6 separate regions of the Mus musculus genome follow, and regions 1, 2, 3, 4 and 6 are each linked to region 5. A link is a contact called in public Hi-C data. All regions are on one chromosome and are shown on one strand. Each heading gives the region's core, a stretch centred on a gene start, on an enhancer-like site or on the middle of the called end of the contact. The rest is flanking DNA. Distances are from core to core; before and after follow the strand shown. Region 1 holds the start of Arhgdib (Rho, GDP dissociation inhibitor (GDI) beta). Region 2 holds the start of Ergic2 (ERGIC and golgi 2). Region 3 holds the start of Sinhcaf (SIN3-HDAC complex associated factor). Region 4 holds the start of Wbp11 (WW domain binding protein 11). Region 5 holds the start of Etnk1 (ethanolamine kinase 1). Region 6 holds the start of Strap (serine/threonine kinase receptor associated protein).

Region 1 (3,772 bases), core at 146-2,645, 6.2 Mb after region 5:
TTTGAGTCTTCCCCCATCGCCCCCCACACACATCCCAGGTTATTTCTGCTCCATCAGTCTATCCTGGTGGGCGGGGCATTTCACGGCCACATACTCCTGGTTCATCATGTCTAATGGAGACCTCCTGTTTTCTTTCTTTCCTTTCTCCTTCCTCGTCCTCTCTTCTTCCTCTCCTTCTCTCTTTTTTCCCATGGTCCCTACCTGCGACCCTCATCCTGGTAACTGAAAACCCACTTGCCTCTATTCTACCTGGTAATTGGCTGTAACCACTTTTATCTAGCCAATAGTTTTCAATTGGGGAATGAGATTTACATAGCATCACTTGGTCTACTGAAGATGTTGGGGGACAACCAGATCTTGGTGGCCAGTACTTAGCATTTGAATACATCTCAGCACCAGACACAACTCACAGCGACGTTCAAAATAACTGAAGAGCATGCAGCCTATTTGGATGAAGAGAGGAAAAGTGCCATTTTCCCCAAGTGCCTTGGTTGAGGTAGCAGTCACTACGCATATTAATACAAATACTGATTATTGAAATGTTAGTATAAACGAGCATGCCTTGTTGACCGCAGCTTAGGAGCAAGTTAGAGAAAGCATCGAAACGCAGACACCGCAGCCCTGTCTCCAACGGGACTGCACACAGTGTTGGCAGCTTGTTCTCATTTAAATTTATTCACAAGCCACTCCTCAAATAGCTGCAAAGTCAATTTTAGCATCCATGTGATTGTCACAGATTTCTGCGTTAGATGAGGAATTAATGAAGCTGCATTTACAATCTACATTCCTAGATATAACCAACAGTGTTTGTTCTTGCTTTTGTTTTTACTTTTGTTTATTTCGTTTGAAGGCTTGTGGTGCAATAATACACAGCAACATCTTCAAATGAGGACCAATAAATAAAGCTCAAAAAAAAAACCCTCTGTCTGAAGACAAATTATTTAAATTGAGCACCCAGTATATACATTTAACATTCATAATTTCTACTCCTCATTTCCTACCAGCAAGTTGTCTTACTATAAATAAATGAATTATAAATAAAAGAAAGCTGACAGGAGCCTTAGAGGAGCAGAAGTTTGTAGTACACAATAAAGCCTATTACTTCTGTTTAGGGGCCCTATGTCTCTCCCCGAGATTATGGCTTTTAGACACGCACACCCAGTCATTGAAAGCACACACAGCTACAGGGACCCTCCCCCAGCATGCACACTCATGCATCTATGTCACATGGGCTGGTTTGCTCCACATGTGTCATTAATTGTCAAGAATGCTGCTCAGACGGCTGATCGGAAGATAGGCAGAGCAGGATATCGAGACAGCCCAGGGTTTCCTTGTCAAGTAGGTTTAAAACATTTTTTCCTCTTCTCTCTCTCTCTCTCTCTCTCTCTCTCTCTCTCTCTCTCTCTCTCTCTCAACTTCCTTCCTGTTCTGCCAGTCCTCAGTCAGAGTTGAGAGACAGAGGTAACCTCCAGAGACACAGGGCCGACTGGAGCCTGGAATGTAAGTTGAATGCCTGAGGTGGGGAGGCTGCAGGTGGGCGCAGAGTCCTGTAGGAAATCTCAGAACCACCCTACTGCCCTTGCCAGAGGAGCTGTTGCTGTTCTTAGGAAGGGCGGTTCTTTAAACCGAACTTCATGATAAGAAAGTGCTAAAGAGATTGCTGGAGCAGAAAAGGGGAAGTCAGCCCTGAGAAGGGGAGACAAGCTGAAGGAGGTAGGAGAGAGTACCCTGCTACCAGAATGTTCTAGAGAAGGGCTCTGGGGATACCTGGAATGGGGGCGGAGTGGGGGGCAGCACTGGGTGGTTTCCTTGCTAGGCAGGAGCTGGAATTTGGCTGCGCTCAGGAAAAGGAAAACCCTACCTCTGATACTGACTGTGCTGTGGATGGCGGCTTGTGCTGGGGTGGAGATGTGTGGTTTCCTGTTTTTGAGCACACTTTAAAGAGACTGTTTGAAAGGAGAGAAAATATGGTGCAGAGCTGTCAAATGCTAAGCCCTTAGCAAAAACCAGGGGAATTAAATTCCTGCAGTGGGCTGGGCAGGAAGATATTCACTGTGACTGCCAAAAAACAAAGCAGCCCTCCACATCAAGGGGAACTGATGCAGACCCAGAAGATGTGGAGAAAACTGTGGGAGAGGCACTAGGAGAGTCTGCGTGGGCCCAGCTATAAACGTGGTCGGTGGGCCTTCCAGCTGTCGTGGTCTGAACTTTGGCCTTGCTAGAAGGGCTCTAGGCATCACTTGGTATGCTCTCCTCTCTTTCTCAGGTTTTCCAGTCAGCAAGTGCTAAATGCCCCATTTTGGGTAACTGTAGCATGGGTCTGAGAAGCTCTGAGTAGTTTTTCACTAGGCGGTGAGGGAGTCAGACTCTTACAGGAAGGCCCCCAAACCACCCCTTCACAAAGACACTAAGAGCCTTCTGAAGTCAGGCTTAGCACACTGGGTTCCCCACATGAGAACTCAAGAAGAGATCAGCGGTGACCTGCTGGCTGGGAATTTGTCACCAACAGGTGCCATTTCTCTCTGTGGCATTTCTAAGAGTGTACCCCTGCCCGTTTCAAACACAGTGCAAGTTTACTGACAAAATGAGCTTATTCTTTTGTGAGTCCTTCAGGTTTCTGATAGAACATGATCAACTCTCCTTCCACGTGGCCCACACTCTGCCAGTGAGAAACAACCATGACTAGCCGGCCTAAACCTCATGGGCATCTTCTTGCCCTCGGAATTTGGTCCTTCACCATTTTGGAGAGTGTGGGTCTGTCCCAGGGAGACAGGCTTTGCTCAGCCGCGCACAGTTTGGTTTCCACTGGAAGCTCAGAACAGCAGAGTTACTCTGAGGGGAATTTACGGGAATATGATCCGTGACAAACTTGAGCTAACAGGAAGGGAGAAGAAGCCCTGTGGGGTGAAAACTAAGCAGAGAGAAAAGACAGCCAGGGTTGGCTCAGAGCCCTCTGGTGTGCCAAGCCTGGTATTGAGAAACTCACGATTTTCATACTGAGAGAATGGAGAAGAATATTAAGGAAGTGTTCAGCAGTTCATATAGTGGTACAGTAAAAGAGTTGATAGCCTTAGACATTGTCTGTGGAAGAAGATTTCTCTAATCCCACATGTGGAATGTCTTTGTTTGCACAGCAGCCTCGCTGCTGAGATGGACTACATTGGTGGATGGTGGGTTGAGTCCCAGGTAGAGTTTTGCAGGCCTCGGGTCTTGATTGCTCCTGAAAAATCACTGGTACTTTCATCCATACAATAAGATCTTACCAGGTTGCCCTTTATTGATAATATTCTGGTTTCCTCAACCCAAGCTGACTAAAACTCCACAGGGGATTCCTCGGGGGTCTAATAATCTAAGTTCGAGTGTCCATGAAATTGTCTTTGACGTCTCACATTAATTTAGAACCTTGGTGACTGTGTCTAGTTTTTTGCCTAGTCATGGCTTCCAGAGTGCAGCTGTCTTTTAAGATTATTTAAAGTGGTATTTGTGAAAGAGGAACGTCACGCAGTGTGTGTGTGTGTGGGGGGGGGGGGAACATAGTGATTCGTACTCTTATCTCTTTCTGCACCGAAAAACAGAGCTGGAAGAGCGCGCTTGGAATGCATAGGCAGGAAAGAAGAGTCTGTGGTCCTCAGTGGGAGTGGTGAGGCCCGACTTTAATTCCAGCATTTGAAAGGCAGGGCATCTCTGTGAGTTCCAGGTCAGCCAAGGATACAGAGTGAGACCCCGTCTTTTAAAAAGGTGGGGGGGAGGCATTTTTTAAATGGGGGGGAGA
Region 2 (4,033 bases), core at 129-2,628, 5.0 Mb before region 5:
AACTAGCTAAAGCTTGTCCCCAATCTACGGAGAATTAAAAGGATGTCATAAAAATATAGTTTGAGCATTTTAACCCTACTCCTAAACCTCTCTTCAATAAATGAAACATAATGGGATGGAGTCTCTAAAAAGCAGACTGTTTCCCATATATTATGCCACCAATAATATGAAAATTAACCTATAAAGTCAGGCAGGTCTTCCTGGCAATGTAGTTCAGTGGTACAGCTTCACTTGTATCAGGCTCCAAATCTGATGCCAAGCACCAGACAAAACAACAAAACGAAGCAAAGAAAGAGAAGCATTAAAGAAAACCAGAGAAGCTAAATGATTGATTCATTGGTTAAGAAGTTTCACTCTTCGGGAAAAATTAACTTTTATGCTTGTTAGCTTTTAAAATTGTTTTTCTAAAAATAGCAGGGTCAAATTATTTAGTTTTGCTATGTTGTGAAACCCAACTCTCAGGGGGATCGTTATTACTCTAAAGGAAACGTGCCCTGGAGACAAAGGATCAGGTGTAACTAAATGAACAACAGTCCTGCCTTTATCCAAGCTACAGCCTATACACTGTAGACCTGGGTATGGAGACGACAGGGAGGAGCTGCCGATAGATTACAAGTGAGGTAAGTTTGCATTTTAGACATGTATCAACACATTATTATGCCCATTTGACAGATGAGGGGATAGAGATACAAAGAAATGCAATATGCTCAAAGTCACGATATTAACAAGTTAGATTGGATATTTAATTTAGGTAATCTTGGCTTGAGGCTGTGTTTATTATCCACGAACCTTAAGTCAAATAGGAATTTATGATTAATTGGAGTAGTCTTGAAAGTCTGGAGATTAAATTGCCACCAGAGTGCATGCATTTGTCCTTGGTTTGAAGGATGAGGGTCTCTTTTCAGTAAAGGAGTATACACACAGTCAATCTGTAGTCAAGATCTCCCAGCCTGTTTCTCTTTGACAGCTCTTAACTACTCTTTACCTCCCTCTTAAAACTCAAACCCTTACCTACTAACCAAGTAAATAGTGGTATTTCTTGGCAATAGTATTGTGAAGATTAGAGAAAACAGTGCTTTCTGTGTAGACATTCGTCATAAGTACGCTTTCCTTAAAACTGTTTTTAAACCACAACGCGTGCCTGTAAAATTTGGTAGCAAATGGGTAGGACGGGAGCTTGAGTGGGTTCCTCTCCAGCATTTCGGAGCCAACTTTTTTTCCAAAGCCCCTCTATTCCGTCCTGTGCTGTGAAGGGCCATGAGCACACACTGTCGGGCTTTCTTGCGTAGCTTACTTTTAGGGAATCCTTAAGCACACTGACCGAATAATCGAAACCGTTCTCCACGCCCGACAAGGGAGGTTTAGGTGTTGTAGACCGGAATAAATGAAGACGCAAAGCCGGAGGCCTCTCAACCACCTGAGCTGCAGTGTGGCCGGCGCCTTAAGGTGGCTGGTGATCACTTCCGGTCTGTAGTGCGGAGCGCCGTTCCAGTCGGTTTGTCTCGGGGTCAGGCGGAAGGTAACTTCCCCTTCCTGGAAAGGGACCGGCCTCCTATTTTCACTTAGTTTCCACGTAGCCACGCCCCTTTCAGGTTGACCGCGCCGCTTGATTAGATCACATACCGTCAACGCGGAAAGTATCGCGAGTTCTCCATTTGCGCTCCCTTCGGACATGGTCAGCCGTGAGAGTTGCTCTTGTTCTCGCGAGATCTTCGTGTGCGCCGGGCTCGGGCGACCCGGGCTTCTGTGAAACATGGCGGTCGGCTGGGACCGTACCACTAGGTAAGACGCTAAAACCCTGCCGGGGCCGTTTCCTTCGGCGGTTACGGGCGGACGGGGACCTGGGCGCGGCTGAGGGGGCTCCCAGGCCTGGCACTGGCCTGTACTCGTCGCGGCTCTGCGGAGCAGCTGGCCGCGGAGCCGCTCCGCTGCCCGGGGGCGTTCCTGCCGAGTGCCGCCGGCGTCCGCGCCCGCGGCCAGGGAGCTTCGGTGATCGGCCGCGCCCTTCGTTGTCTCGTCCAGGCTGTCGTGGACAGCAGCGACCCTGCCAGCACCGTGGTCACTCTCGCCGTAAATTAAAAGCCGGGCCTAGAGAGGGGCCGGGGCGGGCGCAGACGCCGAGGCAGGTGGTGTGTGTGTGTCCCGTTTGTCAGCTGTTGACCCATCCAGGGGATGACGGCTCAGCTCCTGATACGGGACCGCCGTGGGTATCGTAGACGAGATCTCGGAGATCTACGGGCAAACGTGTCATTAACTTTAGGCGTGCAATTCGGTGCCCTAGGCTATAGGCAAGTAACAGCTGTTTCGGTGTTTCGAGATAGGCTTTCGTTCGGAAGCAATTAAAGATAGTTAAATTAGGCATTCTTCATTGGTTTGAAGTTGTAATTCCGAATTTCACTTCTCCAACCTCCAGTGTACGTCCGTACCTAAAGAAACGAGTGTGCTGCTGCCTTGCGGAAGGTCTCTTTGCCTACCTTTCTTATTAGTTAACCTTAAGTTACTATTCCAGCTTGTAGAGGAAGATCCTGAGAAATAGAAATTCCATGCTTTTGTAGTGAGGGTCCTGGGAAGCAGCTTTCTTTCAGATAGTAAACTTGACTGCTTTGCTGAGTATTACACCTGATTTCACTTCGGAGGTACACATTAAAGAAACATGGCAAGTTAGAGGACTTCTGAAAGGAAGTCACTGTAGTCTAGAACATGAACAACAAAGATTTACAAAACAGCATTTATTTTCACCAGGGTTTGCCATTTAAATAATTCATTTTTAAACAGAAGTTGGTTTTAGACTGTGTGTGCTACAAATTCTTTTTAATAGTTTTCCTAGATTTTAATTTGGTGTTTTAATGACAGCTTGTCTTTTGACTTTTGTGCCCTAGTTTCCTCACCAATAAAATGAGAATCTTATAGTAATACTTACCTCAAAAAGCCAGAGAAGTGCTTCAGTAGAGACTGAAGAAGATTTGTTTTTTTCGAGACAGGGTTTCTCTGTATAGCCCTGGCTGTCCTGGAACGTACTTTGTAGACCAGGCTGGCCTCAAACTCAGAAATCCGCCTGCCTCTGCCTCCCAAGTGCTGGGATTGAAGACATGCGCCACCACTGCCCAACTAACACCCCACTTCTATTTTGATTAATAACTGGCAGCCCATATGTCCTACCCTTTTAGATAATAATCTGGAAGGAATTCTGAGAAGTTGAAGACCCTCAGATTTGTCATAACAGCTAGTAAGAAGTCCCCAGCAAGAGAGTTTGCTGATTGGTTTGTGTTTTTCCGGTCACAAAGCTTGTACAGTATATTACTTGCTGTCCCAGGAACTTTTTTTTTTTTAAATCATTAAGAAAGTTATAAGATTAGACCATTTACTGTAAACTGGGAGGCTTAAAATAGTGGAAGGGCCCTGTTTTCTCAGAAGGCCTGGGACATGGTGCTTCTTTGGTGTTCTGGCTTCTGAGCAACCCAGGACAACAGGTCACTCTACTCTCTCTGTATAGCATCTCCCTTGTATATTGGGTCTTCACACAGACTTGAAAGGACATCCATCAGTCTTTAATTTGGGATCGTCCTAATCCACTATGATTTCAACTAAGTACGTTTTCAAAGACTTTTTTTAAAAATATATTTTATAAATAGAAGGTGACTCAAAACATTTGTAATAGAAGATAAATTGTTGTTCTCTAACATCTACATGAGTGCAATGGTACAGGTGCCCCCTCCCCAATAAATTTCATTAAATAAGTTTCATTTCAAAATAAATCCTTTTTGTTTGTTTGTTTGCAGAAGTAATCAAACTCAATTTGAAAAGCAGGTGTGTGTGGTGTCCTCAGTTCTGTATCCTGTTTCTTACGTATCTTAAGCAGTTGTTCTAAGTATTGTCTTAGCTGCTATCACCATATCCTTGAGGTTTTACTTTTGTTTAAATATACAGGACAGTTATGGGAGATAGCAAACAAACCAGATGTAGTATTGGAAATCACTGTGGTGTAAACACAGTGTCTGCCAGTAGACAGAAGCATCATGCAGAAACTCCCAAG
Region 3 (3,991 bases), core at 277-2,776, 5.8 Mb before region 5:
TTATAAGCAGTTACTAAGAATCCATCATGTGGTGAGCATTGTTTTAGGTGCCTGAATACAAACATAAGGGAAAAATCTTTGCCTTTAAGAGTTGTATTTTAGTGACAGTTGTCAGGTTTATTTATTTTACTCCTTTACAGGAAGAGTGTTACAGAACTTTAAAAAAAAAAAACGTTGAGGTCTTCACAAGTAGGTTTAAACTGTGTTTTAGGAATTGGCTATTGAATTAAAGTAGCATTTCAGAAATATTTGTTTGAATCTGCATACAGCAAAAGCAGTGAATCTTGTCTTTTTTTTTTTTGTTTGTTTTTATAGTTGGTTTCCATACTTTGCAGCAAAGGACCAGTATCAAGTTTTGGTGAAAAAACATTCTCTTTCCTACCTATCCTCCCAGGATCACTGAACCAGGTGTTATGGGTCGCTGGGCTTAAGGAGTATCACAATTATATTTTCATTTCTTACTTTTTCATCTGAAAAGTTACTTAAGCGTCTTCCTCCTTTTTCCTCCCTCCTCATTGTCTGGAACCTCCCTATTCTTTGTTTTCTCTAGATTACTCCCTTTCTTCTACAATCACCTCCCTTTTAGGTTTTCTTTAGAAACATTTTGATGTTCGATTATCGTATATTCCACAAGGAATAGTGTGTATTTTGCTTCCACTTTCTCCCCTCACAAGTGGTTTTTCTGGGCAGAGGAGCTCTTCACGGCTGGAGGATTTGTGTGTTTTCAGAAAGTGGCACCATTCCCACGGTAATTACCACCATGAAATTCGCAGAGGCTTGAAAACTTCAGTTCAAGTGAGCAAAGCAAAACCACTCAGTTATGGGTTGGGTCATGTTTGAGAGGGACAAGACGGAATTACTGAATGGACCATTTCAAAATGCGACTTTATTAAACAATTTATCATCAAAGCCCCAAAGAACGAAAACTCTGTTGGAGAATTGAAATTTTAATTTGTGTGTGCATGTGGTGCGCGGGGCGAATTTGCAGAAGTTGGTTATTGCCTTCAGGTGATCAGACTTGAAAGTACCAGTTGAGCAGTCTCACAAGCCAGGCAGGCCCTGAAAGACAAAATGTAAAGCTCACCTTCAAACAGAGTTTAGGAAAGGCAGGAACAAGTACAAACTGAGTGGTTCCACGACAACTTTCTCTGCCACCTCAAGCCAGAAACTGGGCATAGGTGCGCGAATGCTGCAAAAGCAGCTTCCAGAACTTTCCAAGCTCAGTAGCTTCCTAAGGGGTGCCATTCGGTGAGGACAACGCTCACCTTTACACCTTTCGCGTCCTGCCACGCCCCCGCGTCGCCTCCTTTTCCCCCGGGGGCTGGGGAGGGCGTTTGTTTACGTGACGTTGCGGAGTAGGCAGGACCCGCCCCCGTCCCCGCGGGCCGCCGCGTTTCCCGCGCCTCGCCGCTTCTCCCCTTAAAAGGACAATAGAGGCCGCGGGAACGCGCGCGGACGCCCTGCCCTCTCCCCGCCCAGCCCGCGGCGCGCACGCGCCCGTATGCAAATCAGCTCGATTCAAGAGAATTTGGTCCCGGGAGCCGCGCCTGCGCAGAGGGAAAGCGGAATCTATACCTCCGTTCGCGGTAGCAACTGAAGAACTGCTGGAGACAATCTTTCTGGACTCGGCGCTGGCGGAGGGAGTGCTTGCAGGAGGTTGGCCTGGTGCAGTTTGCACCGTGGGGACGCTGCTGCGCGTGGAAGGTGAGTGATTCTAGTCCGGACATCGGTGCAAAACTGTCTCCGAGGTTTTGTTTTCTGTGATTTTTTTTTTTTCTTTCCTCCCTTTACCTCCCCCGCCTCCTCCGTCCTTCCCATACACAAACACACAGGAAGTTTTGTCTTGGAGATGGCATTGCGGGGAGCGCTGCCCTCGTGCTCTCCGGACTCCAGATTCTTTTGTACAGAGGCGTTGGAGATGCGCTTCTTAATTGAGGAGGATATTTGAGGTAAACCGAAAGTCAGGGTGTGGGGAAAGTGAGTGCAGCGTGGAAACGAACGAGCTGCGGCGGACTTGCATCCACGCTGAAAGTGACAATGACTTTTCTAGGTCGTAGTGTTTCCTGCAGACCCGGAGAGCAGGGTCGGGGTCGCAGATCCCGTGTGGGCTCTGCTCTGGCCAGGGGCTTGGGCTCCGCGTGCACCCGCGTGTTGCGCTACCCCGGCGCTCGCGACGGTGTTTGCACGCGGGTGAACAACAAAGCCGGAGCTCGGAAACTAACTTGCCAGTTCCTGGAGCCGGCGGCCACACAGGCTGAAGGCAGCTGGTGAGGGCCAGCGCCGGGATGGCGCGACGCACGCGGCGTGGCGTTGTTGGAGAAGTCCGCAGGGACGCGGCTGCGACAATGAGCGCGCAGCACGCGGTCTTTGCACTCGGCCGGTGCCGAGTGGTCTCTGCAGCCCAAAGTTCGCTGTCCGTCTGGTCACCTGTAGCGTGGGTGCGGGCGACACGGGAGGGGTGGCCGTGGCCCGCGGCACCAAACAGTGCGGATGAAGGCGGCGGCGCGGTCCGCTGCTTGAGGCACCCAACTCTTTTTTTTTTTTTTTTTTTCCCTTTTTGTTGTGTGTGCTTCACCTGACAAGCCACGTGCTTAGGGCCGCGACCGTGCTACATCTCAGTGTCCAGCTCGGAGTGAGCCGCGGGCTGCGGTCGCCGTCGGGGCTGTCGGGAGCAGGACAATGTGATTTCCTGGTGATGGCGTCTTGCCAGTTTCCAAAGCACAGCGAAAGTCGCCAACTCGCAGCATATGCACGGCGGCGGGGACCTCTGGGCGTTTCTCATCCGGGACTCCGCAAAAGTTTGGCCCCAGGGACCAGTGGCTCAGGATACCCGAGCTCGCGTGGGTCCCCGGGCGCGGGTCCGGGTCGCCCCGACGTCGCCGATGCCGCCGGACAACAAAGGGCCGCGTGTGCCCGAGCGGCGCGGGCCGGGCGGGGCGCGGGGCGGCTTTTGTCCCTTAGGTCCTCTCGGAAACTTCAGCGGCGGCTCAGCGAGGCTGTGTCCGTGGGGGCGCCTCGGCCTGCGGGTCACCCATGCGGAGCGACGGAGCGCTGCTCGGCGGGACGCACGCGTGGCCGGGGCTCCGAGGCACGGGAGGCCGCGTCTGGGAGGTCCGTGCATCCGCCTTTGAAGTGGAACTGTTGCCATGTTTGAATTACGTCAGGCCGAGCGTGCGGAGCGGCCCGGGAGCAGAGGCGCGGCCTTCGGGCGGCGCCGGCGGGGCGCGGGCCGTTGTTCCAGCGCAGGTGAGGGCGGCGGATGGCGCGTGGTGCCCGGGGACCCCGGAGCGCTGGGCTCCCTCCAGGAGTGGAGCTCCGCGCCCTACCCAGGACCTCCGACTACACGCGGGGAAGTTTCGGGGCGCCGGCTCTTGCCCCTCTTGGAAGTGGAGACTGAGGAACTGGGGGTGCGTGCAGCCTTTGTGTGTTTACACGTGGGGCGACCGGCGAGGCGCAGGGCAGGTTGGGTTGGGCGGCTTTTAAGACGGAGCAGTTCTGGTAACCAGCACCCCAGTCCGCCTCTTGTTATTTTTCTTCTCACCTTTCCTTATTGCAGGTGAAGAATGACTACGAGCCAGACGTGCACCGTGTCCCCCCTCCCCCTCCATGTTAGGAGTTCGTTTCAAGTAGGCTCTTGGTCTTCTCTTAATGCTTTCTAAAGAAGGATCCGGCAACTTTTTTAGTGAGAGGTGGACGTAAAACTTGTTTCTAGCAGTGTCCGGAAAACATCTGCTTTTGAACTGAAGTTTGTCAGACTTGAAAATCATTTTAATGGTTTTTGTGCTGCAAAACTGAACGCGAAAGTCTGGGGTTCGTTTTTTGAGTCCCCGCAAAGCATAAATGCATTTAAAGTATTCTGAGGATGTTTTGTGTTTTGACCTTAAAGTATGCAGGACTCAGATAAATCTTAGATAACCTTGAGAACTGCTGCATCTGGGGAGTAGGGCCTTTCCGAGATAAAGGATGCTGGGAGAAGTTGCCAGTGTAGGGA
Region 4 (3,855 bases), core at 1,184-3,683, 6.3 Mb after region 5:
CAACATTATGTTCCAGAATGAACGAAAGCCATGCATCTGCGAGGTTCTCCTCAGTTCAAAGCGTGGCTGGATGGATTGGGAAAGGATGAGATAATAAATGTTGTCTGTAATGCAGTCAATATTGACCACCTGTTTGTCATCTATCTCTTGAGTGGTCAAAGTGTGTGGAACATTGTAAACAAAACAAGGCATAAAATGCAGTGATCCCTGCATAAAATATGTTAGAGTGAAGAAAAAGGCTCACTCCCTGTTAAGAATTTGTTGATTAAAGGAAAGTAATTAATTTCTATTTTTCAGGGGGATAATTTTATTTTCAGTACCACCAAAAAGAGGCAGCTCCCTCTGCCCCATAAAGCATTTGCAGACCTATGTTAATTGCCTCCTGAACTCAGGAAAAGGAGAGGCCATGGAGGCCTATTGATGGAACTTAGTTTCTCTAGATACAGCATTTGTTTTCTAAACCTTTATCTAACCATTCTCACTAAGCCGTTTTTAGGGTCTACTTCAAAAACCATTGTATGTAACAATGTTGAGATAGTCCTGGTTATAGTCGTTTGGTTTTTAACGCAAAGACAAAAATAAATCATTGGTATAAAGTATCCAGTATATCTCAGGAAAATTTTACAAGCAGATGAAGAATTTTAACTAGCCACATAACTTTTCCAAATGTATTAATTTCTATGTTATCACTGGTTTTATAAATTAGTTTCAAAATATCACAATTTGTGTCACTTTCTAAATTTATTACCTGGTTTTTATTTTATGAACTAATAGGTCTTGCTATTACTGACACTCAAAGAGTAATCAAAACAAGAATTAATGACATTCCCAGGCATCAAGGCTTCTAACTGTAATTCAATCCATCTAAACAATGAGACAGAGGGATAGGGAGATGGTGGCCAGCCCAGATTATTTATTGAATACTTATTTTTTTTCCCACTAAGTCAAAGGTAGTTTTAGTATGGTACTGATGTTACATTGTTAGGGAACACATTTGTTTTAATATAAATTGTAAATGTTCTATTGGTTATTAATTCATTGTAACATTAGTGCCTATCTACAACATCCTAAAAATTAATATACACCTCAATCAGTTCTTTCAAAGTACTTGATGTCAAAAATTCCCTTAGGACCTTTTCTGTTAAGGATGCTGAAACTAAGTTGAAAAATAACCAAGTGTGAGGGTGTTTTTGGTTTTTTGATTTGTGTTTTTTTGTTTTTGGTTTTTTGTTGTTTTGTTTTGCTTTTTGGTTTTTTTTCGAGACAGACCAAGTTCACACTTTATGAAGATTTCGTTTTAAATGCTTACCTTTAAGGGGAAAGGATGGGGAGGAGTCTTAAGGAATGGGGATGTAGAAGGGAAATATAATAGCTATTTCTGGTTATCAGCTATATCTAGAACAAACCACAATCCAGAATTGGAAGGTTCACCTGTGATCCAGATCTTGAGGCTGGGAAATACAAGTTTCTGACCTTGATCTTGGCATGGAAATCTTGAGGCATAGTGGCTATGTATCCCCAGGAGAGTAAGGTAAGATCTCTGAGTACAAGGCCCAGATCCAGGCGTGGCGGTACACACCTTTAATCTGAACCACACCTTCTTCTGGAGATCTATAAGACATTGGAAGATGGAAGTTTTTCTCTTCCTCCTCTGCTTGCATTTACTTGCCAGCCCATCAGTTGGAATCTACTAGCCTGGTGGGACTGAGCAACTCCTAGATCCTTGGACTTCCCATTCACAGCTGACCATTGTTGGGGAGGTGGACTACAGACCGTAAGTCATCATAACAAAGTCCCTTTCTATATAGAGACTATCCACAAGTTCTGTGACTCTAGAGAACCCTCAAAGGAAGACTTCAGATAAATCTAGAGTGTGCAATGACATCATAAAGGAGTTTGGGTTGATGCAAAGTTCATTTGAAGTGTTATGTAATAACTTCTCCTCTGGAAAATCGACAAATGTACCGTTTCTCTTTTAAAATATACATTTTCGTGTAGATTTATGAGTCTCCCCTAGGAACTATTTGTTCAGTTCATCACATGCTGTAGGTTTAGAGGGCTGATGTTTGCTGAGCACCTTAGACTCGGTGCCCAGTGTTATTACCTAACTTGTTTTCTATGGAAGCATTCCTGAAAAACAGCATCCATTTACACACGACAACTAACACAGATCCAATGGCCGACACAGAAGCGTACGCATACCGCTACCTAGTGTGTCCCCAGAGAGAAGCAGTTGCGGAAATGCGTCAGAATTCTGAGAACAATTGGCCAATCAAATAGCAGCTTCCTTACTTTTTATTTCTATTGGGTTATATTAGTGTCAATCTACAATACTCTGGAATGAGGCGGGTCTCTTGGCCTATAGTTATCCAATCGGATAGTGAATGAGAGCGGAAGTACCTCTGGCTCTGAAGTTGTTGTATTCGCTCTATGGGCCCAGTGCCTGGCAACGCGGTGAGATCGCGGCCAGCGGGAACAGGAAGTGACGTGAGCTGGCGGAGGGGCGCGAGGTTTCAAGATGGCGGTTCCCGGGTGGTTGACCGAGGGGCAGAGGTGAAGGCCCCTTCGCAGAGAGTCCTCCGGGACCGCCCGCTAGCTGCTCTCGCCGTCCCGGGAGCCTCGCAGTCGTGTGAGTGCGTGGGGACTCGGTGCTCCGTTTTCCGCGACCCTCCCCGGGGCCTGCGAAGCCTTCTCTGAAACACCAGGCCCAGAGGCCGCGCTCTTCCTCCGCTGGGCCCGGGGTGGCGGGAGCCTCGGGTTTCAGGGCTCGGGGCCGGCCTGGCACTGCGTCCGACGGGTTCTCGGGCGGGATCTCCCGCCGGGTCAGACCCACCGCCCGAGTGCGGCGACCGGTGGCGGCGGGCTGACGTCTAGCCGCTCGAGTCGCTATCAACCGTCGCTATGGTTTCGGCAGTTGCTGTGAGGCCTCCTGGAGTGGACCCGGACCGGACCGGACCGGTCGGGTTGCGTTTGTGCTGCCTGGGTTCCCATGGTCTTTTGACCTTGTCTCTGCCAACGTTTGCAGGCAGAGGCACTATGGTCTTGTAAAAATTCTCCTTGACTCGTAGCTGATTGGTTTTTAGGTGTGTGTGATGGGATGGCGTCAAAACGAGAGCCCGAGGCTGGTTTAAGAAGGGAAACACTAAAGAAAAGATCAAAAATAGAATTTGTTGTATCCGTGCCTTTTTGTAGTTCCCTATAGTCAGTACCCTTCTCTTCCCTTCTTCCCAAACTCCTGCCCCTTCTGCTTTCTGATAGAGAAACATCTGTAATGACATAATCGACACCGATCAGTTCTGAAATATCTGGGAAGCAGCAGGGAGCCGGCCAGCTGAACGCTTGATGAAAAAAAGCATTAACTAAAACAACTTACAGAGTCCCACCTAAGGAGCCAAGGGAATTAGAGTCTCAAATTTACCTCGGGATCTTCCCTTTCCTAATGTAGAAAGAAAGTAGATTTGTTTAATGCTTAAAGGGGGAGCCACAGGAGATGTAGCCTGTAGGAAAGTGTCGCACACTTTGAACAGGAAATATTTGTTCCTTTTTTTACTATGGGCAAGGCTAATTTTTGGAAGTTTCATTCATTTGGAATGGAAGAGAAAGAAGTGATAATAATGAAAGCCTGGCCTTAAAATATTTCCCTACCGTGACTACCACTTTTAATTCCCTCAAAATACATAAATCAGGAGTCATATGTGCTAGTAAGAATATACTTTAATGTTAAGTTTGAGGAGTTCTAATACTTCATTTTTTATTTCTTTTGTTTGAGAGTCATAAATCATTTGATTTGGTATTAAATCAAGATAAATATGTTTGAATGGATTGCATTTTGCCATCTGGCGTGTGGAATGAGCA
Region 5 (3,875 bases), core at 483-2,982:
TAAATGAAAGGAAATTCCAAGCTTCAAACTTGAAAAAGTCACTGCTAAAAAACAATATGGGTTGCCAGCACTGCAGTATACCAGGAAGCAGAACTGCCTTTAATTAGTAAGATATTTTCCAGAAATAGATTTTATTAAATTTTAAAACCCTCTCAAACAAGCAAGTGAATACACTATATTAACAGTCTAACATGAGGGCTACATACAGAGGTAGAGCACTGGCCTAGGATCCAGAGCTGCCTTTCCCAGCACTGCAAAAAATACACAAACAGATATGCTTCCATTTGAAAAGCACTTCCTTAAAGGAAATGCAATAATCTTCCAAGTTATACATAAAAATCATTTTGAATCAACTATTTCCTATATACTTGGCCAACAGGCACACCTTAAATGTCAAAGTCTTTTGTCTAACAAGTTTCTTCCCCAAAACATATGGGTCGGTCTCTTTCAGCTGCTCAGAACACTTCTAACAAGAATCGAAACTAAAACTCATAAAAGCCCCCAAGTGTCAGGAACTGCTCTGGGGCCTAGACACTACTCATGTTTTAATTATACTAAAAAAAAAATTTAGCAAAAAACTTAAATCAATAAATCCTGTATAAACCCCCAACAATGTATTGGAGTCATCAAAATGACAGACGTCTTGAATAATACAAATTACTGCTCAAATCTAAAACAATCCCAAACCGTTAAAATTTTACTAATTTGGCTTGTTTGCAAGGAAAAAGGAAATTCACCTTAGTAATCCTACAAGCTGTGCACTGAAAAAACTATAACCAATTACACCAGATAAATTGTGGGTATGGTGGATCATAACTTGCAAGTGCCTTTTTTTTTTCCTAATCCTAGCTTTTCGGGGGTAGGGGTATCCTTCTGAGAATTTTTGTCTTTAAAGCCACTGACTCACGAAAATATTCCCAGGCCACTGCTCACTCCAACCCTGAGCATTAATTCTTCTAAGACTTTACAAATTTAGAAACCTTCCAATTCAAGCCTTCCTATAACGCACGGCATAGCGTTCCCTAGCATCCTGGCGTGGGCAGCAGCAGGTCCCCGGTCATTCCGCTTTGGAAAGGAGTTGTTCTCCCGCGGCTCGGAGATGGGGATGTGGGAAGATCTCGGGCTGGATAAGGCAGGGATGGGAGGGAAGCGCAGGGGAGGGAGGGCAGCGGAGAGGACCGCGGGAGGCGGATGGGCTGCGGGGTCTGGGAGGAGAGGCATGACGAGGGCCGCGGCAGCCATCCCCGGGAGCCTCTTCAGGGGCCGGGCAGACGTCGCTGACGCGGCGGCTTCGGGAAGGAAACCCGGTGCCCGTCCGGCCTCACCTGCAGGGTCACCTCCCGGGGGTCCCAGTGCGGCCGCAGGTGCCGCAGCAGGCTCAGGGCGCCGTCGCGGCAGCGCTGCTCCTCCTGGTCCTGCACCGTCACGTCGAGCTTCGGCACCTCGGGCGAGCCGGGCGGGACGTGGATGTAATTGGCCATGGCCCAGGCGACGGCGGACACGACCACGACGACCACGGCGACGGCGACCACGAGCGCGGCGGGCGCCGGCAGGCTGCTGGACCCTTCCGTCCCGGGGCGCCCTCGGCGGAGGGCTGCGGCCGCTCGGACGCACGGGCGGGCGGCGGGGGCAACCGGGCGGCCGGACGGGGTGCGCAGTGCAGAGACGCGGAGGCACGGCCGCTCTCGGGAAGATGCCTCAGTGCGCTAGACCGCGGGCGGCCGCGAAGCATGCCGGGACTGGCCTGACGCTAGCGTCACGCCGGGGGCGGAGCCTCGGCTGCGTCAGGCGGCTGGCGGGGTGGCGAACCCCGCGGCACAATGGGCGGGCCTCGGGGCTCTTGGGGATCGGGGTCTCGGGGAGCGCGCACCGCCAGGCACTCCGCTACTGTGGGGTTGGCTGGGCTCCTGCACCCGAAGGAGTCCGAGCGCGGCCGAGCCCAGCCGGAGCGCTTACGAGCCTTGCCGAACACTGCCGAGCCCTGCCGGAGCACTGTCGAGCTTTGCCGAGCCCTACCGGGGCTCTAACGAGCCTTGCCCGAGCGCTACCGGAGCCCTACCGAATTCTGCCGAGCTCTGCCGGAGCGCTGTCGAGCTCTGCCGAGCCCTTTCGAACTCTACCGATGAGCTGTGGAGTGCTACCCAGCCCTGTCAGGAGTCAAGGAAGCGTCACCTTTCTAGATCACTAGGGTCGTGGGCTCTGCTTACTTAGGGCTGACGTTCTTACGGGACGCAGAAGGCACGTCCTGAAATAACCCTAAATTTAAGCTGTGAGCTTAGCCTGGCCTCAACCGGCCAAGCTGGATTAATTTGCTCGCCTTGTTCCTGAAGCTGTGTGCACAGAACTACATGCTTGCTTGGTTCAGCAACCCAGTTCCCTTTGACGGTACATAGAAATCACAGTATTTGGGGCAAACTTTACGTAAAGTGAGAGTAAACCGGTGACAGTGGTGTGATGACCTATACCTGTCCTAGTTCTCAGGTGCCTAAGGCAGGATTGCCACGAGTTCCAAACCAGCCGGGCTACATAGTGAGTTCCAGGTTTGCCCGGGATATACTTAGTCATCAGCCGACCGATAATAGACGACTGAAACACTCATTTTAAGGGTCAGATAGTTGACGTTGCTGAGAATTATTCAAAGCCGGTTATATAAGGTAGAGACTCGGAGGGAATTGGAAGGAAAGAAAATTAGATCTGTCATGCTAAATCATAGCGCGTCCTGGGACTCGCACGGCTACATGAAACCTCCTGTATCAGAAAGGCTCTGCTCTTTGCTTGTTAGAGAAATACTGGCAACCGGATCATCTACAAGTTTTTGGTCCGCCCTTGTGCTTTCCTTTTATGACGGAGACAATGGAGGTGACTTTCACCTTGACTTCTGGCCTCCCCGGGGCTGAGTACAAGTGAATAACTTGTGAATGATCAAATGTTGTATTACCCATTAGCACACATTTATGTTCTCATTGTTCTGAATGAGGCTACATACCTTTGTAAGTCACAAATAAGTCTGAGATAATGATAAACTTCCTACACTAAAAAGTGGGAAATCCACTCCTGCATTTTTGCAACATTGTAAATTTATTGACCATTTTCCAGACTTGAGTATGTGTTTTTAAAAACCACTATGTAGCCCAGCAGTGGTGGTGAACGCCTTTAATCCCAGCACTTGGGAGGCAGAGGCAGGCATTTCTGAGTTCGAGGCCAGCCTGGTCTACAAAGTGAGTTCCAGGACAGCCAGGGCTACACAGAGAAACCCTGTCTTGAAAAACTCAAAAAAAAAAAAAAAAAAAAAAAAAAAAAACCACTATAGAATGCCCTACTTTCAGTACCCTGAGCGCACCCACACACATACACGCACACACACACACACACACACACACACACACACGGTAAGGGGAGTATTACAGGACACACTAGATTATGTATTCTATCTAATGAGACTAAAATAACAGAACACACTAATACTTCTACGTTTTGAGTAGTATCTCCTTATTAAATCGTTACATTTTTAAGAATTATATGGAATATAACTAAACAACTAACACCAAATTCAATTTAAATTAAAAATAAAATTTTAAGAAAGCATGCAAAAGGTCAGGCACAGGGTAACCCTGGCACTCGGGAGGCACCACAGATGATCATAAGGAACTCAGGAAATACGAGAGCCTGTTTCTAAACAGACAAACAAACAAACAAACAAACATACTAGTTCTTTTTCCTTTTTAAAAAAATAAGAATCTTTGTAGGCATCCCATGGCCGACCTGAAACTTGCCTTGAACTCACAGAGATCTACCTACCTCTGCCTCCTGCGTGCTGTGATTAAAACAAACCCACCCCCCACTCTCTGTCCCTCCCCCCCTCCGGCCCTCTCAGT
Region 6 (4,261 bases), core at 1,637-4,136, 5.4 Mb after region 5:
GCCTCCACCTCCCAAATGCTTAAAGGGATTAAAGAGGCATGTGCTGCCACATCCAACAACCATTTATTTTTAATTTGCTTAAATCAAAGATGGCAACACAAGCCGGGCGTGGTGGCGCACGCCTTTAATCCCAACACTCGGGAGGCAGAGGCAGGCAGATTTCTGAGTTCGAGGCCAGCCTGGTCTACAAAGTGAGTTCCAGGACAGCCAAGGCTATACAGAGAAACCCTGTCTCAAAAAAAAAAAACAAAAAACAAAAAACAAAAAACAAAAAAAAAAAGATGGCAACACATTGACAACTGCTCCAAAGTGTGAAATTCTTTTAAACAAGGAATCAATAAGGCCATTTTCACTCTCTAGGCTCTGGTCTACTAGCATATACAGCAGCTCTTAACACTGCCTTTGGGCCATCAAGATGCTTTTGTAGGCACACAAGCTGACAACCTGAACCAGAGCCCTCAACCCATACCCCCAAAATTGTCTTGACTTCCTCCACACAAACCCACACACACACAAGAGTAAATTAAAGTTACCTGCATTGATTTAAAAGCACACACAGGTTAGTAACTATACATCAAAAAGTATATAAAATATGACACATGCCTCAATGATTAAAGAGAATCATGTCAGTTTGATAATAGATGCAAAACCCAAAGTAAAAACAGGGAAAGTGTATTATGGCAATGGTTTAGTCCATCTCAGACTGTATCAAAAGACAAAGTGAACTGAGATGAGACGATGTATCCATTACTACAGTGACTGAAGACTCTGTATGTGTGTGTGTGTGTGTGTGTGTGTGTGTGTGTGTGTGTGTGTGTTCCAAAACTCAAGCCTGGCCAGTGTGATCCAGACCACCCTCCTGCCTGCTAAAGACAGTCTCTTGGCTGCCTTCTGATCATTTTGGCTCTTCCAGCACCAATTCTGCCTGCATGCTGCCATGCTTCCCACTATGATGATAATGACCTGAACTCTGAAACTGGAAGCCAGCCCCAGCTAAATCTCTAAGAGTTACCTTTACCTTGGTCATGTTGTACCTTCACAATAATAAAACCCAACTAAGAAAATGAGGATCTAATGAAAATTAAGAATCTTTCAGACAGCCATCTTTAAAACCATAGAAAACAGAAAGTAAATTTGAGGTCCGGTTTTAGATTATCTAGAGCCAGTAATAAAGCTGAGTGAAAAGGTGCCTGGAGACATCACTGTATAGCACTCACTAAGTGTTCAAGACTATCTGTGAAGGACATCAGCAGCACCCATTGTCCAAGCTGTATAGCTCACCACGTTCCTGGTCTCGATGAGAGAGACATCAGTCCTTGAAACATCTCAAGTCACAAGGATGCTCAGAGAGCCAGGACAGAATCGTGGTGAGATCAAACACCATGTACTGTCTATAGCATCCTCGGAGTCAGAACCTCATGTCTAACTGTGAAGTTGGAGAATCTGGCCATGTCACCACAAAATTCAAACAGAATGAAGTTAGCCATTTTTGTTACACTTACGCTGTGAAGTCTGCAGCTGCTGTCGCAGCTTTGGTGGCATCCTTATTCAATGTTGCACCCCAAACAGCACCTTTATGACCCAAAAATGTTCCAATCCAGTCTCCTGTATCTCCCTGGCGGAGCATGGGCTTGCCATCTAGAAAATATTTTCAGACATCTGTGATTTAGAAGCATGCAACGTAATACCAAATCCTGAGCAGCAAACTACTGGAAAACCGTTGTTCTGACTGCTCCCCCCTACTCCCATTAAGCCGTGGGGGCGTGGGGGAGGGTGTCCCCATCCTGGTCTGTGCATATGGTCTCAGTGACCTAGGGACTAAGGAGTTGTAGCCACTCTTCCTGGGAAGCATAAGCAATTTTGGGACCGAATGAGAGGCCTCCCTCATCACCTTTGCAAACTCGGATTACAAAGCAACTATAAAGACCTGGGAAACGCTCTTCCACAAGACCTGATTCCGATTCCCAGCGCCCACACGGAGGCTGACAACAGCCTCTAACTCCGGCTCTGGACAATCTGATGCCTTCCTCTTGGGGCACCCCTTCACACAGGTACAAGCATGCATAGAGACAACACAGGCACACATAAATAAAAACTTCTGAAAAACCGTGGGCTGGATGCCAGTGACATGCGGTGTCAAAACGATCTAGATAGCCGCTTTTTACTTTGGACCACATAAACCTAACGTACACTTTCGTCGGGGAAAAAAAAAAATGAGGCTCACACCACAAAGGATGAAACAATGAGTGAGAGGACATAAAGGGCACTCCTCTCGGCCTGGCCTAATTTCTTCTTCCCGTAAATCCTTGGCAAACACAATGTAGTTGTGTGGGTAGAAAGGCGAGGTGTTGGGGAGCACTAACAACGGTGGGGAGGAGGGACGCATAAAGCCCGGCCAGGGGCGACCCTCTAGTCCCAGCAGCGCGATGGCTGTCGCTGGCAGCCACGACCCACCCACCCGTCGGCACTCGGGAGCCGCGGCCGTCGCGGGCTCAGCTCACCTTTGCAAGCGCTGATCAGAAAGTAGCCGTAAGGCGTGATGCCGCTGAAGGCCAAATCCACCACGGGCCGCGTGTGGCCCGAGCAAGTGAGCGGCGTCTGCCTCATGGCCATGGCGGCGGCGAGCGCGGTGACGCGGAGCGGGGACCGAGGGTCGCGGTCGTCCTCCTTCTCTGCCGCGGCGCCTCAGGCTGCTTGAGGCCCCCGCACTCACGCCGAAGGAGGCCGGCTCCAGAGTCCCCGCGACTCGCGGCCGCCAAGGGAGGGACAGGGAGGGAGGGAGGAGGGGAGGGGAGCGCCGGAGAGCCGGCCTGCCGCCACTCACGGTCCCTACCGGTAGCGGCAGGACGTGACGTCGCCCGACGCGTCGCGTCAGCCGGAAGTGACGACTGGCGGGAAGGCGGTAGTTCCCAGCAGCAGCGCGAGAAGCAGTGTGCGCAGGCGCGAGCTCGGAGACCGAACCCATGCTGCTCTGACGACGTCAAGCGCGCGGCGTCCCGTTGCTACCCAGTGTTGGGAGCCGCCGAGTCCGTCCCTTGTAGGATGCTGTTGTAGAGTTGTAACCTTCTCATTGCTAAGCTACAGACACACTTTTCCATAATCATCTCACATCTAACTGCCTACCCAGTAGCAACCATTCTGTCGCTCTCCTTCCCACCCCCCTCCCGGCATACACCGTCACAACTCACAAACAGTAATGACTTCCCTAATAGAGTGGTTATGCTAACAACATTTATATCCTGGTGACAGATAAGTGACTGGCGTTTAGTGGATGGCCAGCAAATGCTTATTTGCAAGTGGGAAATATTCACTTAGTGCTCAGCAAGGATCCGTGACAACCTAACTGATAAGGGCTCTTTCAGTGGCTCTAGCAACTATCACTGCGGCTGGGGAGGGAGAGACCCCAGTCTACTGGGCTAAAGTTCTTGCCATGTAAGCATGAAGTGTGATACCCAGTACCGACAAAAAAAAAAAAAAAGCTATACATGGTGTGATACATGCTTGGAATGCAGCACTGAAAAGATACCAATCCCTGCCAGCCAGCATAGCAATCAGTGAGTTCCAAGTATGAGTGAAAAACATCTCAAAAACAAAAGAGTGTAGATGCATCTGGACCAGTGAGCCATTCTTCACTGAGAGGCTCCTGAGAGGAGGGACCGAACGGATCAGAAATAAAGAAGACAGGAAAGTTGGGGTCAGGAGGTTTTCCCTAAAACTATGTCTTATGCTAAGCTAATTTATTAAGATGTACAGCATCTTATATACTGTTTGTATGGGGAAAATGGAACAGAAAAACCTATCATACAGTGGGACGAAGTCATCAGAAAGCTAACCAAGCAGTGTTGCACAAAAGGAACACAGAATACTTCATGTGTGCCACAGACCAAGCACACACTGGCCTGGGACTGACTACTCCAGTCTCTTTAGGAGGAAAAGTCACGTTCTCACAGACTGAAATCTTAACTCTGGGGGGCCTGGTTCCAGACTTTGCTATGTCTGACCCTGGTCAAAGGCATAGAGTTGGTATCCCCTTTCCCCTTTCTGAAAGCCTCTTGTATCAGCCTGGAACCTAACAGTGAATGGCTCCTGGGGCTCCTAAGACTGACTTCTGCCTACCACACATGCACACACTACTTTTAAAGTGCATATCAAGCATATGTTGGCATTATAATAGACACTGTAGAAGTGACACAAATCCTCTCTACATGAAGAGATCTATGGGTGGCAAAAATGCTCTGTAGATCACTGTGAAAGAAATTCC

What was found. A called contact is a pair of places that touch in the nucleus more often than the background predicts.
Region 1: a Hi-C map of the G1E-ER4 cell line shows a contact between it and region 5, with 6 times the contacts expected there. The contact joins the promoter of Arhgdib here to the promoter of Etnk1 in region 5. A contact is called at or near these places in 1 of 39 promoter capture datasets (pre-B cells) and 2 of 484 Hi-C or Micro-C datasets (CD8 T cells and the G1E-ER4 cell line).
Region 2: a contact with region 5 is called in a Hi-C map of B cells, with 6 read pairs. The contact joins the promoter of Ergic2 here to the promoter of Etnk1 in region 5. A contact is called at or near these places in 1 of 39 promoter capture datasets (pre-B cells) and 1 of 484 Hi-C or Micro-C datasets (B cells).
Region 3: a Hi-C map of B cells shows a contact between it and region 5, with 6 read pairs. The contact joins the promoter of Sinhcaf here to the promoter of Etnk1 in region 5. A contact is called at or near these places in 1 of 39 promoter capture datasets (pre-B cells) and 1 of 484 Hi-C or Micro-C datasets (B cells).
Region 4: a Hi-C map of B cells shows a contact between it and region 5, with 6 read pairs. The contact joins the promoter of Wbp11 here to the promoter of Etnk1 in region 5.
Region 6: a Hi-C map of CD8 T cells shows a contact between it and region 5, with 6 times the contacts expected there. The contact joins the promoter of Strap here to the promoter of Etnk1 in region 5. A contact is called at or near these places in 1 of 39 promoter capture datasets (pre-B cells) and 1 of 484 Hi-C or Micro-C datasets (CD8 T cells).

What each region holds. Positions count from the first base shown.
Region 1 is chr6:136,939,379-136,943,150 of GRCm38.p6, reverse strand. Arhgdib (Rho, GDP dissociation inhibitor (GDI) beta) reads left to right here and starts at 1,395. Exons shown (of 6, transcript NM_007486.5): 1 at 1,395-1,500.
Region 2 is chr6:148,209,719-148,213,751 of GRCm38.p6, reverse strand. Ergic2 (ERGIC and golgi 2) reads left to right here and starts at 1,378. Exons shown (of 14, transcript NM_026168.4): 1 at 1,378-1,782. It overlaps 4732416N19Rik (RIKEN cDNA 4732416N19 gene), which reads right to left and starts at 1,464. Exons shown (of 2, transcript NR_015615.1): 1 at 1,322-1,464.
Region 3 is chr6:148,944,005-148,947,995 of GRCm38.p6, reverse strand. Sinhcaf (SIN3-HDAC complex associated factor) reads left to right here and starts at 1,526. Exons shown (of 6, transcript NM_019643.4): 1 at 1,526-1,704. It overlaps 3010003L21Rik (RIKEN cDNA 3010003L21 gene), which reads right to left and starts at 3,139. Exons shown (of 2, transcript NR_144294.1): 1 at 1,576-3,139; 2 at 867-1,059. RefSeq lists a cis regulatory region at 1,342-1,348 and an enhancer at 1,329-1,363.
Region 4 is chr6:136,826,794-136,830,648 of GRCm38.p6, reverse strand. Wbp11 (WW domain binding protein 11) reads left to right here and starts at 2,433. Exons shown (of 12, transcript NM_021714.4): 1 at 2,433-2,629. It overlaps BC049715 (cDNA sequence BC049715), which reads right to left and starts at 1,806. Exons shown (of 3, transcript NM_178776.3): 1 at 1,580-1,806. It overlaps Smco3 (single-pass membrane protein with coiled-coil domains 3), which reads left to right. Exons shown (of 2, transcript NM_001039558.2): 2 at 1-718.
Region 5 is chr6:143,165,087-143,168,961 of GRCm38.p6, reverse strand. It overlaps Etnk1 (ethanolamine kinase 1), which reads right to left and starts at 1,732. Exons shown (of 8, transcript NM_029250.2): 1 at 1,326-1,732. The coding sequence starts at 1,481.
Region 6 is chr6:137,733,707-137,737,967 of GRCm38.p6, reverse strand. It overlaps Strap (serine/threonine kinase receptor associated protein), which reads right to left and starts at 2,886. Exons shown (of 10, transcript NM_011499.3): 1 at 2,502-2,886; 2 at 1,503-1,638. The coding sequence starts at 2,613.